Regions from separate parts of the Sus scrofa genome. Here region 1 is linked to region 2. Evidence: chromatin contacts called from public HiChIP or PLAC-seq data. All regions are on one chromosome and are shown on one strand. The core of a region is the stretch at or near the end of the contact, and the rest is flanking DNA. Distances in the headings are between cores, read along the strand shown.

Evidence for each region. HiChIP or PLAC-seq counts read pairs in DNA pulled down with a chosen protein or histone mark.
Region 1: a contact with region 2 is called in an H3K27ac HiChIP or PLAC-seq map of alveolar macrophages. The contact joins the promoter of F11R here to the promoter of NIT1 in region 2. A contact is called at or near these places in 3 of 47 Hi-C or Micro-C datasets (liver and skeletal muscle) and 1 of 2 datasets of contacts at active chromatin or transcription factors (alveolar macrophages).

Annotation. Positions count from the first base shown.
Region 1 is chr4:89,421,425-89,428,682 of Sscrofa11.1, forward strand. It overlaps F11R (F11 receptor), which reads left to right and starts at 3,677. Exons shown (of 10, transcript NM_001128444.1): 1 at 3,677-3,765. The coding sequence starts at 3,705.
Region 2 is chr4:89,324,702-89,331,387 of Sscrofa11.1, forward strand. It overlaps NIT1 (nitrilase homolog 1), which reads right to left and starts at 2,356. Exons shown (of 7, transcript XM_005663174.3): 1 at 2,016-2,356; 2 at 1,280-1,378; 3 at 769-1,023; 4 at 556-659; 5 at 202-335; 6 at 1-32. The coding sequence starts at 1,013. PFDN2 (prefoldin subunit 2) reads left to right here and starts at 2,080. Exons shown (of 4, transcript XM_001927323.6): 1 at 2,080-2,213. The coding sequence starts at 2,139.

The DNA of each region.
Region 1 (7,258 bases), core at 2,427-4,926, 98 kb after region 2:
GAAAGTCTGTCATTGGTAAAGAATAATGAGGCATTTTGGGTAACTCCGGAGAGTAGTGCCTGGAAGTTACCAGGAAGCAGATTACTTTTTTTTTTTTTTTTTTTTTTTTTTTTTGGCTGCAGTGAGCAGAAATGTGACATGGAATCTCAGTTCCCAGGGATTGAATCCAGGCCTCAGCAGTGAAAGCATCAAATCCCAACCACTAGACCACCAGGGAACTCCCCAGATTCCAATTTTGTCGAAAGGTATTTAACAATTAAGAGGTTTTTTGTTTTTTGTTTTTTTGTCTTTTTGCCTTTTCTAGGGCCGCTCTCACAGAGTATGGATGTTCCCAGGCTAGGGGTCGAATCAGAGCTGTAGCCACCGGCCTACGCCAGAGCCACAGCAACTTGGGGTCCGAGCTGTGTCTGCCACCTACACCATAGCTCACGGCAACGCCAGATCCTTAACCCACTGAGAAAGGGCAGGGACCAAACCCGCAACCTCATGGTTCCTAGTCAGATTTGTTAACCACTGAGCCACGACGGGAACTCCTTTTTTTTTCTTTTTTTCTTTTTTTTTTTTTTTTTTAAAGCAGAATGGTCTGCCTTGAGAATTTTTAGAAGACTTTAACTAGAGGATGTATAAACTCCTGGTGGTTGTATGAAATAAAATATATTTTATGGCAAGAGAAGACATTTTTATTTATTTTATTTGGTAATTTATTTTTTTGGTCATGCCTGCATCATGCAGAAGTTCTGAGGCCAGGGATCAAACCTGTACCACAGCAATTACCTGAGCCACAGCAGTGACAATGCCAGATCCCTAACCCACTTCACCACCAGGGAACTCCCAAGAAAATTTTAAACATAAAAATTCTTCTCTGCTTTTGGTCTTCTCTCTCCCCACACTGCATTTTATACACAGGCTGATGCAGTGAAAATGCTCTAACCTTAACCTGCTGAGCCACAAGGGAACTCCCTCAAGTGACATATTATTCGCAATTAACATAATCCAGATCTACTAGTCATCCTTGTAGGTCATGTGACCCTTCGTTATAAGATCAAGAAGGAATGCTGCTTTTTTTCTCTCTCTCTTTTTTGGCCGCCCCAAGGCAAATGGAGTTCCTGGGCCAGGGATCAGATCCTACCATTGCTGCAGCTGTGGCAGCACCTGATCCTTTAACCCACTGTGCTAGGCCAGGGATTGAACCTGTGTCCTGGTGCTGCAGAAATACCACTGATCCCTTGCACCACAGGGGTAACTCCAGGAACGTTATCTTTTATACAGTCACCTTGTTGATACTGGGAGAATGCTGCTCATTATTGTTGAGCAGGTATCTCTGCTGATGGGAGAGGTTTGGTGGGTGCATAATGCAGAATCTGAGCCTCTCTTTTAATCCTCAAATTTGGCTCAAATAAAATTCTCCAATTCTTTCTTGGATTAACTGATTAATTTTCATCAACAGTTATATTGGCCTTTTGTGAAAGGTGAGAGGATGACCTAAATGACCGCTAAAATGACACTTCTACTTGAAGATTAAGTCATAAGAGTTTTTTTTCTTTTTTCTTTTTATGGCTGCACCTGTGACATATGAAAGTTTCTGGACCAGGGGTCAAATCGGAGTTGCAGCTGCTGGCCTATACCACAGCCACAGCAATGCTGGCTCCCTAACCCACTGAGCAAGGCTGGGGTTCACACTTGCATCCTCACTGACATTGTGTCAGGTTCTTAACCCACTGAGCCACAATGGGGAACTCCAGTCTTGGGGTTCTTTTAAACCCCTGCTCAAATTTCTCCATCTTAAAATTTTCTCCAACAGGAGTTCCTGTAGTGTTGCGGTGGTAAACAAATCCGACTAGGAACCATGAGGTTGCGGGTTCGATCCCTGGCTTTGCTCAGTGGGTTAAGGATCCGTTGTGGCCATGAGCTGTGGTGTAGGTCGCAGACACGGCTTGGATCCCAAGTTGCTGTGGCTCTGGTGTAGGCTGGTGGCTACAGCTCCGATTAGACCCCTAGCCTGGGAACTTCCATATGCCATGGGAAGCGGCCCTAGAAAAGGCAAAAAGCCAAAAAAAAAAATTTTTTTTCTCCAACAATCACAGCCCAGAGTGACTGGTCCCTTCTCTTAACTCTTCTCTCTGCTCCTCTTTAATACTGCACTCATGTGTTCCTCTCTCCAACACTAAATTCCCTTGAGGGTAAAGAACAGAGTTTTGCATATGGCAGGCACCCAAATATTTGTTTCAATTTAGTAATACAAAATTTCTCTTTTGGTAACATATTGTCCTATTTCTTTTGTTAGTCTTGGAAGTAGATTGTAGACCATTTGAAGTCAGGGATTGTGGTTTATATTTATTTGTATTCCCCATAGCACCCAATAGGTGCTTCGTAAACACTGCTTTAACTTGAGTGGAACCAGAAGTAAACCTTTGGACCAAAGAAATGAGAACAAAGGTGAAAGAAGTGAAAGGTCTAAGAATACCACTGTTTTGGAAACAAGTGTGTCCTTACAATCAATGAGATAAGATTCAGGAAGTTTTCCCACAGGCAAGCTGGATATACCAGGATCACTGAAAATTAAATCATTATGAAATAGCAACTAGAAAGGGTAAAGGTGTTGAACACTGAGTTTCAATTAAAAATGATTTAACATTTTCGTTGGAGTTCACTGGTGGCACAGGGGGTTAAGGATTCCATGTTGTCTCTGCTATAGCTGAGATTCCATCCCTGGCCCGGGAACTTCCACAAGCCGCCAGCCGGCTTCGCCCTGTTCCCCCTCCAAAAACCCTTAAAAAAATAAAAATGACGTAACAATGTAAATATTAACAGAAAGCTTGGGTATCAACATAGCCTGTAGAAAGAAGGCTTAACACAACTATTAGTCACAGTGAGAAGATAAGAGAAGATACGCAGTCACAGGGTTCTGCTGACTGATCAAACGTGTGAAGGACATATGCAGTCACTCACAGTGATGTTTATGGAGCATCTGTATGTCAGTTGCTTTTCCTACTACGGAATTGATCCCTTTCCCCTTTCTTTTCCCTTTCCTCCTCTCTGCGTGGCCCTGAATGCTGCGTATGGAGTGGACAGCGGAACAGTTTAGGAATACTGTCAAAGTATCACTCCACTTCTCTCCGGGTCCTCTCCCCCGACCCTAGCATATTAATATATGTGGTTTTCACTTGCTAAAGGATGGAACCAAGGTTTCTGCAGCACTCAGCATTTTACATTTGAACAAACAAAACCAGACCTGTCTCCCCCTCGAGTCCCCAGAACTAATACCTTCCCTACCACCTTCTTTAAGGTATTCCTTTAATCTTCCAGCTCCAACTCAGAACCCAGCCAGTCAGAAAGTCCCTACTTCAGGAACCTTGCCCAATCAGAGTGTCTTCACCTGCGCGGAAGGTGAGGCTTGTGTCTCCTTACGTGACCGTCTCCGGGGCCAACCAGCGGCGGCTCGGGCTTGGAAAGGCGCCAATCCGCCCCAGTGGGGAGTAGTGGGAGGAGTTGCACCTGGCTGACGGTGAATCACTCAATGGAGCGGCGGTTCTCTCCACCAATTGGAATGTGCAGAGGCGGGGCGCCAACCAATCGGGCGTGAAGGGACGGGCAGGGCGGGGCTCGACCTAGCTACTGGAGTTCAGTCCCGGTGCTGCTGTGGGCGAAGCTGTGTCTGTTCCGTGGGCTCCGGCCGTCGCTGTCGTATCGGGATCTTGACCGTGATGGGGACAAAGGCGAAAGTCGGGAGGAAACAATTACTTCTCTTCACATCAGTGATCTTGTGTAAGTTCCTGTTGTTTTTGGAGGAACCCATGGATCTAGTCGAAGCTTGGAGGGCGTCGCTCCCCACACCTCCGGCCCGCGAGAGGGGAAGGGTTCGGAAACCAGCTCGCCTCACCCTCCTAATTCCCCCAGCTCGTTCCTCTTCTTTCTCCTTCTTCCGCTGATGAGTGGCTGGCTCCCCTCCCCCCACGGGTGAAGCGTGACTCCTTCTTTGTCACTCACTGGGAGGGAGCTGCCTGTTTCGCACATTAACCAAAAATAACGGAGAGAGGCTAGTTCGCCCTTCTCCAATCCTTGCTTACTGGTGAGGGCTGGTGGGCGCGAAGGCCCTGCCCACATATATCTACCTAGCCGGGATCACGCACCTGGGAATGGCTATCCCTCACACCATCACGCATCCAACGTCTGCGAACAACCGAGAGAAATAGGGAGACTTTCATTCGCTGAATCCCTTAAGGAAGTTCTGCTCCTTAAGGATTCTCAGAGAAGATCTAATAGACGTGGGGTGGAAGTTTCTTTCCCAGCTCTTGCTGAAGGGCCTCTTTAGCTTTCCCCTCTATCTTTGGGTTGTTGTGGTTGCTCTGGTAAAAGTGCTTGGCTCAAAAATCTGGAAAAAAAGGAAATACAAGTGAAATCTGAAGTTTCGCAGAGCACAGCACTCAAAGTTCCTTGCTCGAATAACTACTTCAAAAGTCCTTAATAAATGTTGTTGACTGATTGACTATTCCCTGGGGGAGGTCCTGTCTTTTGGTTGGTTGGAGCCTTTTCAGCCTGAACTCTGCCCTCCCTCTGGCCATGTTTGAGAGTTTTTGTTTCCTTTGTAAACTCCCTTTCCTGTGGAACAATGAAGCTCACTTGCTGGGGCATGCCTCTATCTATAGATATGTTTGTCCCCAGCTGAGTGTATGGTTTGTGCCTTGGTCTACCTGTGTCAGCACCTGTACATTTAACCGTGTGATTCTTGCGTGCCTATATGTGTGCTTCTGTGGATAGTTGTGTCAGTAGGGGACCTGTAAGAGTCTCCATTTTCCCCTCAACATCCGAGTTTTAGGACATGTAAAAGAAATGAACAATTACAATCAATATTGTGGTTATAAGGTAATTACTTTGCTTAATTTGAAAGGTGCCCTTAGAACAGATGGATTGACTACCCCTTTGTCCCTTATCACAGAAATTTAACCCTTGGGGTGGACTGGACTAGTGAAAAGTCAATTCCTCTCCCTATTGTAGAGATGAGGAAACAGGTACAAAGAGGGGAAATGACTTTTCCAGACTGACAAAAGGAACTGGGAATACCAAAGTCTCCTGACTCACTTCTCCTTTTTCCACTCCTGGGTCCAGCATCTCAGGTACTCTGTGGTACAGGAACCAGGATATCAAACATCCAGTGCCCCAATTTTTCTTTTTTTTCAATTCTTCTTTTCTGCTAAATTCTTTCTTTTTTCATTCTACTCCTATATTTCTCTTTCATTCTCTCCTGTATTTCCTTTTTTTTCCCCTTCAAGTTCCATTCTTTTTCTCCCCGTTTACTTCTGTCTGTATCTTAGAACTGCTAATGACACCCATATTCTTTTTTTTTTTTTTGGTTCTGCATGGTACTTGGTACTAAAGATTTTGCCAACCCTTGTTGCTGTACAATACCCACCCACCCCCTGCCCCAAACCTAGAAGTTTCTGAGTCAGTAACTATTTGTGACAGTATTCATCAGGCTTATAAGCTTCCTAGAGCTGCATCCTTCTCCCTTTCTCTTTTTTCTTTCTTTTTCTTTCTTTCTTGCTTTCTTGCTTGCTTGCTTTCTCGCTTGCTTTCTTGCTTTCCTTCCTTCTTGCTTTCTTGCTTTTTCTTTCTTTCTTGCCAAAGATGTGGCATATGGAAGTTCCCAGGTTAGGGGTCAAATCTGAGCCACAGCCACAGCAATGCCAGGTCCGAGTCTCTCGTCTGCAACCTATACCACAGCTTCCAGCAATGCGGGATCCTTAACCCACTCAGCCACAATGGGAACTCCTCTCTTCTTTCTTTTCTCTCCCTTTCTTTTCTGTAATAATCACATCCTGACACTGAACCCTTCTGAGCTTGGGAATGTCCTCTACTCTGTTCAGGGAATTGAGAAACAGTGGTCTAGGAGTTCCCACTGTGGCACAACAGGTTAAGGATCCAGTGTTGTCTCTGTGGCAGCATGGGTTGGATCCCCAGCCCCACAAAGTGGGTTAAGGATCCCTCACTGTCGCATCTGCGACTCAGATTTGACCCCTGGCCTGGGAACTTCCTGTATGCCATTGTACAACCAAAAAAGGGGGGGAGGGAGAAATAGTGGTTTAGAGGGAGCTTGGGATGGTTGCATTAGCTTGACAGCAGATCCAATCCGTGTCTGAGACCTGCACCATAGCTCATGGCAACACCAGATCCTTAACCCACTGAGTGAGGCCAGGGATCAAACCTACGTCCTCATGGATGCTAGTCAGATTCGTTTCCCCTGAGCCACGATGTGAACTCCTGACCTTGTCACATTTAAATAGGGCTAGACCCTGTGTGTGTTGGTGTGTGTGTGATTTGATTAGCACAGTGAAGATGGAAATAGCACCCAGGCTACCTTACCTTTCCACCTTATATATGATCTTAGGCTACTAACTCAGTCTTTAAATCTGTAAAACAGAAGTAATAATACTTGTCCTAACCTTGTCCTAGGATCAACTAGGATAATAGCTACATTACATATACATGAAGGGATTATTACTTGGTAGCTATTATCCCCCTTGGATTTTTTGAGGATGAAACAATGCTGCCCATAGCAGAGCAGGTCAAAGAAGCAGGGAGAGGCCTGGCTAGATTCCAGAAGGCAAGAGTGAAAAAGTAGGGGTTCTTTCTTGGGCATCTAGTCTGTCTTCTCCCTCTGGGATATTGGAAGCATGTATAGGATGCACGCTTCAAGTGGGCTCTGCCACTGGGGAGGAAGAAGAAAGGATCCAGCAAAGGCCCAACCCCCGCTGGGGGAAGCTAGCGGAGAGGAAGGGACAGGGTTGGAGAAGAAACACTGGGAGAACCCTGCTTGGGAAAAGCAAAGCTGGTGGCTCAGAGTACTAGCCTCCCTTTGCCTAGAACACCTGTGCTTAGGAACATTTCCAGCTGTCTCCCAGGAAGGAAGAGGCATTTCTGTTTAGCAGGGTGGTACGTGCATAGGATGACTTTTGGTGTAACCACAGGGGAGAAAGAGGAAATCTGCTTTTGCATACCCTCGATTACCTGAGTGTAGTGTCCCCACAGAGGCATTCCAGAAGGGAGGACTGCTGCCCGGTTCTGGGTCAGTCCATGAGTCCTGGTGTTTTCTACTGATGTTCCAGACTCCAGCCTTTCTAGTTTTGCTGTTCACGGTTAGACTTACCTCACACTGTGGCTTGGTGAGTCACTCCTCTTTCCCCCTCCCTCTGCTGGGGGTTCAGTTTTACTCCCAGGAAATTGTTCCCTTGAAACCAGAACCTAGAAACTAGTGAAGCAA
Region 2 (6,686 bases), core at 1,106-3,605:
AACCGCATGTCATAGCAGATAGCTAGACCAATCTGGAATGAAGAACAGCCTATTTAGCTCCCCTGCCCTGTTTGTCACAGCATCTGGTCATTCCCCCCTCTTCCCCACTCCCTGTCTCTCAATCCTCTATTACTACTTCAAAGTATTCCTATTCCCCTCCCTCTTGTTTCTCTCCCACCCTCACCCCTTCACAAATCCCACCTTGCCTGCTGGTGTGCTGACCGGAGGCTCAAGACTGGGCCCAGGTATGGTAGAGTTGCTTTCACACATAGGCCCCTGCCCTGGAATCTCAACATCACACAGATGCGTCTTCCTGTAAGTGGCCACTACTGACCCTAGAGTAAGAAGAAGTAAGAGTACTCAGTGCTGGTGCTCTAGAAGACCAGCTTGGTTCCTCTCCTCCCAAGGAGAAGAGAGCTTGTAGGCTAGGAACAGAGGTACAAATGCCCTTAAAACCCTTGCCCAAGGGAACAGTTGAGAAACAAAATTCTGGAGAATCTTAGCTTAGGTAGAAGAGCCTGAGAAGAGGCAGGCTAAAGAGTTACGAGGTCTCACCCGTGTTGTTCAGAATCACATGACAATTGTAGATTTTCTGAGTCTGCTCCCAGTCTTGGCCACGCTCATGGAAACCACCCAAGGACAGCCAGAGTCCACATTCCCTGAGGGGGAGGGGACACTGACAACTCTTCTCAAGTCTCTACCCTCATATCTGGCAATTCCGATATTACCCAAAAAGAAACTACCTCTCCCTCCCCCTTTCCCTGATACCTGGCAAGCTGGGTATATTCTCCCAAAAGTTTCCCACCCAGTGGCTCAGACAGGCGTAGCGTCTCTTCAGGGTCCCTTCCAATGAAGTCAAATGCCTCAGGCAGGAAAGCCAGGCAAGCGCCCAGTCTGGCAGCCTCTCGAACCAGCTCAGCACATGTTTTAAAGTTCTGCTGCTTGTCCGGTGTGGATGTTACCTGGCACACAGCCACGAGGGGCAAGTCCCAGGAGGAAGAGGAAATAGCCATGGATCTGGGTCTGTGAATGGCACAGGCAAGACTCAGATTTCCTAGAGTGGGGAAGCCCGAGTTTAATGATAAGGGGCTTAAAGGGGGAGGCAGGAAAGCTAGACTTCCCTTTAAACCTGCTCTTACAAGGCACAATGATCCATGCAATAAGGACCCACTGATCAAATGTTCTGTGAGTGGCTGGCACCCCAATGTTTCCCAACATCTATTCATTTATTGAGCATCTACTATGTGCCAGGCACTGAGGACACAACAAAACATGTTACCTGGGCTGAGCACAAAGTATTGAGAGTCGAAGTATCCGGAGCCGAGGACCCAAAAGAAGGGACAGGAGCTGGTGAGGAGGCCTGATGATGAAGCCCAGCCTGAAGAAGGTGAGAAATCAGGACACCAACCCCACCATCAAGCAATACATTTCTAAGATCCTTTGGTTTCTCTCTTCATACTGTGAGGCTGAATCTGGGCACCACCGGTAAAAACCCCTAAGTCTTTAAGACACTCGTTAACTATGGTTAATCACGGCTACCGGAAGAGAGCACAAAGTGGGAAAATCGAGGAAAGGGCTCTGCGCAGCATTCGAATATCTCGACTTCCAGTGATCTCACATTAAACTGAAGTCCTTTTTCTCAGCCAAACGTTTCCGCAGTTCAAAAGTCATCCTCGAGATATTTCCTTGATTTTCCCAGCCTCTCTTATTGACTGTGCACCTGCACAGTTTTACTGACTCAAAGCATATTTTCCCCCTTCCACCAGAATCTCTGAGAAGTTCACCCTACCCCACCCCGCCGCCCGTGCCTCACCACCCGCTGTGTGGGCAGAGGGCACTGGCACCCAGATCCCAACCCGCGCCCCGCTCTCCAGTTAACCCATCTGGAGACTCTCTCAGGGGCAGCGTCTCTGTTGCACAAGATAAAGCACCACAGGTGTAATTCACCGCGGCGGGCGGGCTAGGTAGCAGGTCCTACATGAAGGCACGGCCAAAACCATTAACAGGATCCGAACCGAACAGGGGCCTGGAAGAAGAGGAGCCTGGCGCCGGGGGCGAGTGGGCGGTAACTCCGAGACCGGACGTGACGCAAGGCGGGGGCCGAGCTGCGCAGGCCGGAAGCTCAGCAGGCGGTGAAGATGGCGGAGAGCAGCAGTCGCGCCGGCAAGAGCAGCGGGAGCGGCGCGGGGAAGGGGGCGGTGTCAGCCGAGCAGGTGAGGAGCTGGGAATGCGAAGGAGGGCAACCCGGCCGGGTCCGGAGTCGATGCGAGAAGAGGGGAGAAGCCTATGGTTGGTGTACGCCTTTACTATAGTCGCACATTTGCGTGGCCACCCAGAGAGGGGAAGGTCCTTGTAGAAGCTAGCCGAGCCCTTGGGGAGAGATAGGCGGATTGGTAGGTGAAAGCCACGCCCCCTTGGGGGTGTTGGGTGAGCCGAGGGGTGGGAGGGAGGAAGCTCTAGGGAAGCAGAGTCTGGGAGGTTGCACAGGTCTGAGGGAAGAAGGGTGGTCACTTTCCCCACTTTGCCTCCGCACTCTCAAACAGGCTGTGGGTGAGCAAGGCCAGTTCATAAGGAATCCCAGGGAGTTAGTCAACGGGTTGATTGTGTAGTCTGTTACGTGACCCTGAAACCACGTTTAAAACCGTCGTCACTCCGCAGAGCCACGTGACTCACATACGCGAATAGTCTAGTGTTCCATACTATTTTGATTCGGGAGTCATTATTGCACTGAATTTATTTAGAGACCAGAAATCCTTTACTAATCCGAGCTTACATTTCCCCAGTGCCTAGCATCCGGAAACGATTGAAAAATAATCAGAAAGCCCTTTGTTGCTTGGGAATCATGATTTACTAATAGTGGATCTAGTGTTTACTTGGAGTGGGAAGAAATCTGCGTAACAGAAAGGAAAACGTAGTTAAAACAACAGCTTTTTTGGTTATAGGTTCATTTATCAGTTATTTGTTAAACAGTTACTGTAGCAGAGGTATCTGCATAAAGATTTTAAAAATTGACCCGTGCAATCAGAGTTCATAGTCTGGAGGGGAAAATGCTAGTATGAGGTAGAAGAGAGATATACAGCCCTATGGGATTTGGGGGAAGGGGGAAGAGAAAATTCCTCTTAGGGGGAAAAAGGCAAGGGAGAAGGAACCTAATACTTTTTGAGGGTCTGCCGTGTGTTAGACATTCTGCTGGGTATGGGGAAACATAAATGAAATACGGCCTTGTAACCTTGTTTTCAGGTTAGCTCACAGACTCATTTGCAAAAAGAAACCAAACATTAAGCTTTACAGTGTTCTTCACAGGGCTTTTTCTTCTTTTTTAAAATTATAGTTGATTTACAATGTTTTACCAGTTTCTGCTGCACAGCAAAGTGACTCAGTGGTACCTATAGGTACATTCTTTTTAAAAATATTATTTTCCATCATGGTCTATCCCAGGAGATTGCATATATCCATTCTAAATGTAATAGTTTGCATATACTAACCCCAAGCTGCCAGTCTATCCCACTCCCTCCCCTCTCCCCCTTGGCAACCACAGGTCTGTTCTCTGTGTCCTCACTGGGCCTTCTGCTAGAGGAGGGACCCCTAACTAACTAAGCAGGAGATTGAGATTGGGGATTGGGTGGTAAAGGGAAGTGTGGAAAAGTGGGGTGGCTAAGAGTGTAAGGAGTGCAATGGGTTCAGACAGATCTGTGTTTGAATTACATTTCTACCTTTCACTGTTACTTTCAGATTAGAGAATTATGAGTTTATGGATAGTGGACAAAGCCATGGTTGTGGAGGAAATCCTCTAGAGTTTGCACAGAAAGTGAACAAAGAAGTAGAATAAGAGTGAAATCAATAGTTAAGTGATGGTAGAGAAAAAGAAACTCAAAAGAGACTGAAGAATTTTGATAATTGAGTTCTGAGGCCATTCCTTGCTTAATATTCTCTGACCTTTTTGTTCCAGAGAGAACACTGGGTAAAAAAAAATATTATAATTGTCACTGCTGCAAATTTGAGCCACATAGGCAAGATGGAAGCAAATAACACATCAAACTAGGCACTTGTTTTATCTTCTGTTATTTAATTACTGCTATTTGAAGTAGCTGTATTATTGTCAGGATGAGTTTCAGACTTAATTAACTTACTCAGAGTCAGTAACTGGGAGAGCAGGGCTTTTAAATGCAGAACTTGTGAATTAGACAGGCCTATTTTTTCTATTTGTACCATGATCATATTAGAGATATTTGAGCTGAGCCTGAAGGATTGGATAGATTGGAACAGGTGGCAGTAGAAATAGAATATAGAGAATCAAGAAAGGAGGGGAGATCTGGGAAAGCATAGATTGAGATGGAGTGCAGTGACTGATTTGTTTTGCTAAATCATGAGTCAGAAAGATGTCCTTAAAACAAGCTGAGTCATTGCATGACAAAGAATTTAGGACTTTTTAACATAAGCAGTGAGGGTGTCATAGAATGATACATGTTATACTGTTGATTTTTTTTTTTTTTTGTCTGTTTGTTTGCCTTTTAGGGCTGCACCCTTGGCATATGGAAGTTCCCAGGCTAGGGGTCAAATTGGAGTTAAAGCTGTTGGTCCTACACCACAGCCACAGCCATGTCAATGCTGGGTCCCCAACCTGCTGAACAAGGCAGGGATGGAACCCATATCCTCATGAATATTAGTCAGATTTGTTTCCACTGCACCACAGCAGGAACTACTGATTTTTTTCTTATTATGTAAAATAATACACGTTAATGTAGAAAATGTAGAAAACACAAGAAAAATTACAAAATAAGAAATAAATTATCCATGATCCTACTATCCAGAAATAACTATCCTTACCATTTTTGAATGTATTTTTTTTTTTTTTTCTTCCCATTTTTAGCTGTCCTGAAGCACATGGAGCTCCCGGGCCAGGGATCAGATCTGAGCCCCAGTCTAGACCTCAGCTGAAGCTGTGGCAGTGCTGGATCCTTAACCCACTGCACCACCAGGGAACACCCCTCCTTATGTTTTTGTGTATGTGTGAATAGATGGAAGGAGATGGCATGTGTGTATTACAAATTTACATATTTAATTTTATAAAATTAGTATTATACAGTATGTGCTGTGTTGTTATATGCTTTTTTCCCCCCTTTGGCCATGCCAAAAACAAGAAAAACCAAAAAAGTATATCATGAATATTTTTGTGTCATCCAAGTGCTAGAAGAATTAAATTAGCAGTGGTGTGAAAGATGGATTTGGAGAGTCCAAAAATGGGAGATCATTTAGATTATTGCCATATTTCAGACAAGATATGAGCCGAGTCTGCAACCTTCACTACAGCTCACAGCAATGCTGGATCCTTAACCCACTGAGCAAGGCCAGGGATTGAACCCACAACCTCATGGTTCCTAGCTGGAGTTGTTTCTCATGTATCACAAGATGGGAACTCTTCCTTCTTCTAACTTGGAAATGTGGATCTAGAATCCTGAGGAGGCCTGGATTTATAGACAGTTACAATAAAGGCAATTGAAACCACAGAAGTAGCTATGAATACCAGTTGAAACTGTATAGGTAATAAAGGGAGAAGTCCTATGATTATAATCTTAGATCCAGTCTCTATTGTAGGGATGAGAAGAATTCTTTTAGGAAGGAGAAAGGGGGTTGAGAGAGGTAGAATCAGAGAACTGAAGGGTGCTGGATACTAAAGGAGAGTAGAGGGCCTGCATTGTAATGAGCATTTGACATATCATCCTGGTTAAGTTCTCATTGTTACCTCATGGCAGTGGTTCCCAACCTGCTTTGGTTTTGACCCTAGGAGACATTTGGCAATGCTTTTAGCCATTTGTACTTCTGACAAGTAGAGGGAGCTGCTAGAAGGGTAGAAGCCTGGTGGGATGTTGCTAAACATCCTACAGTGCACAGGACAGCCCCCAATAACAAAGAATTATCTGGCCCCAAATATCATACTGATGTTGGGAAACCCTGCCCTGTGGTATATTAGCTCCATTTTATGAGGAAAATGAGGAAAAAAGAGAGATGACTTTGTCATGTAAAAGTAAATGGCAAAACTAGGATTCTAATCCAGGTCATACTCAAAAGTTTTGGGCTCTTACCATGTTACTTAGTTAAAGGAAGAGAGTTTTAAGAAGCAGATTGAAGATTAAGAAAAGGTCTTTGGTGATGCAGTTAGGTAGGAGGCCGTTCATGATCTCTGAGAGGATAGTTTAATAAGTAATAATAGTTGGAGTTCCCGTCGTGCTCACTGGAAATGAATCTGAATAGCATCCATGAAGACAAGGTTCCACCCCGGCCTCGCTCAGTGGGCTAAGGATTGGGCATTGCCATGAGCTGTTGTGTAGGTCAAAGACATGGCTGTATCCTGTGTTGCTGTGGTTGTGGTGGTGGCATAGGCCGGCAGCTACAGCTCTGATTCGACCCCTAGCCTGGGAACCTCCATATACCTTGGGTGTGGCTCTAAAAAGACAAAACAAAACAAAACCCCATAATAACAGTTGAATGACTTAGTATAGACAGTAGGCAATTTAAAGTGGATTGAGAGTGAATGGGGGGTGAGGAAGTGGAGGCAGTGAGTATAGACTAGTCCTAAAAAAGGGTGAAGAAAAGGATGAGAACCATCATTTGATGGAGAAGTAAGATCAAAGAAGTTTCTAGAATTGAGTATATTTGTCAGAAAAGGGAGCACTGAACTGAAAAGA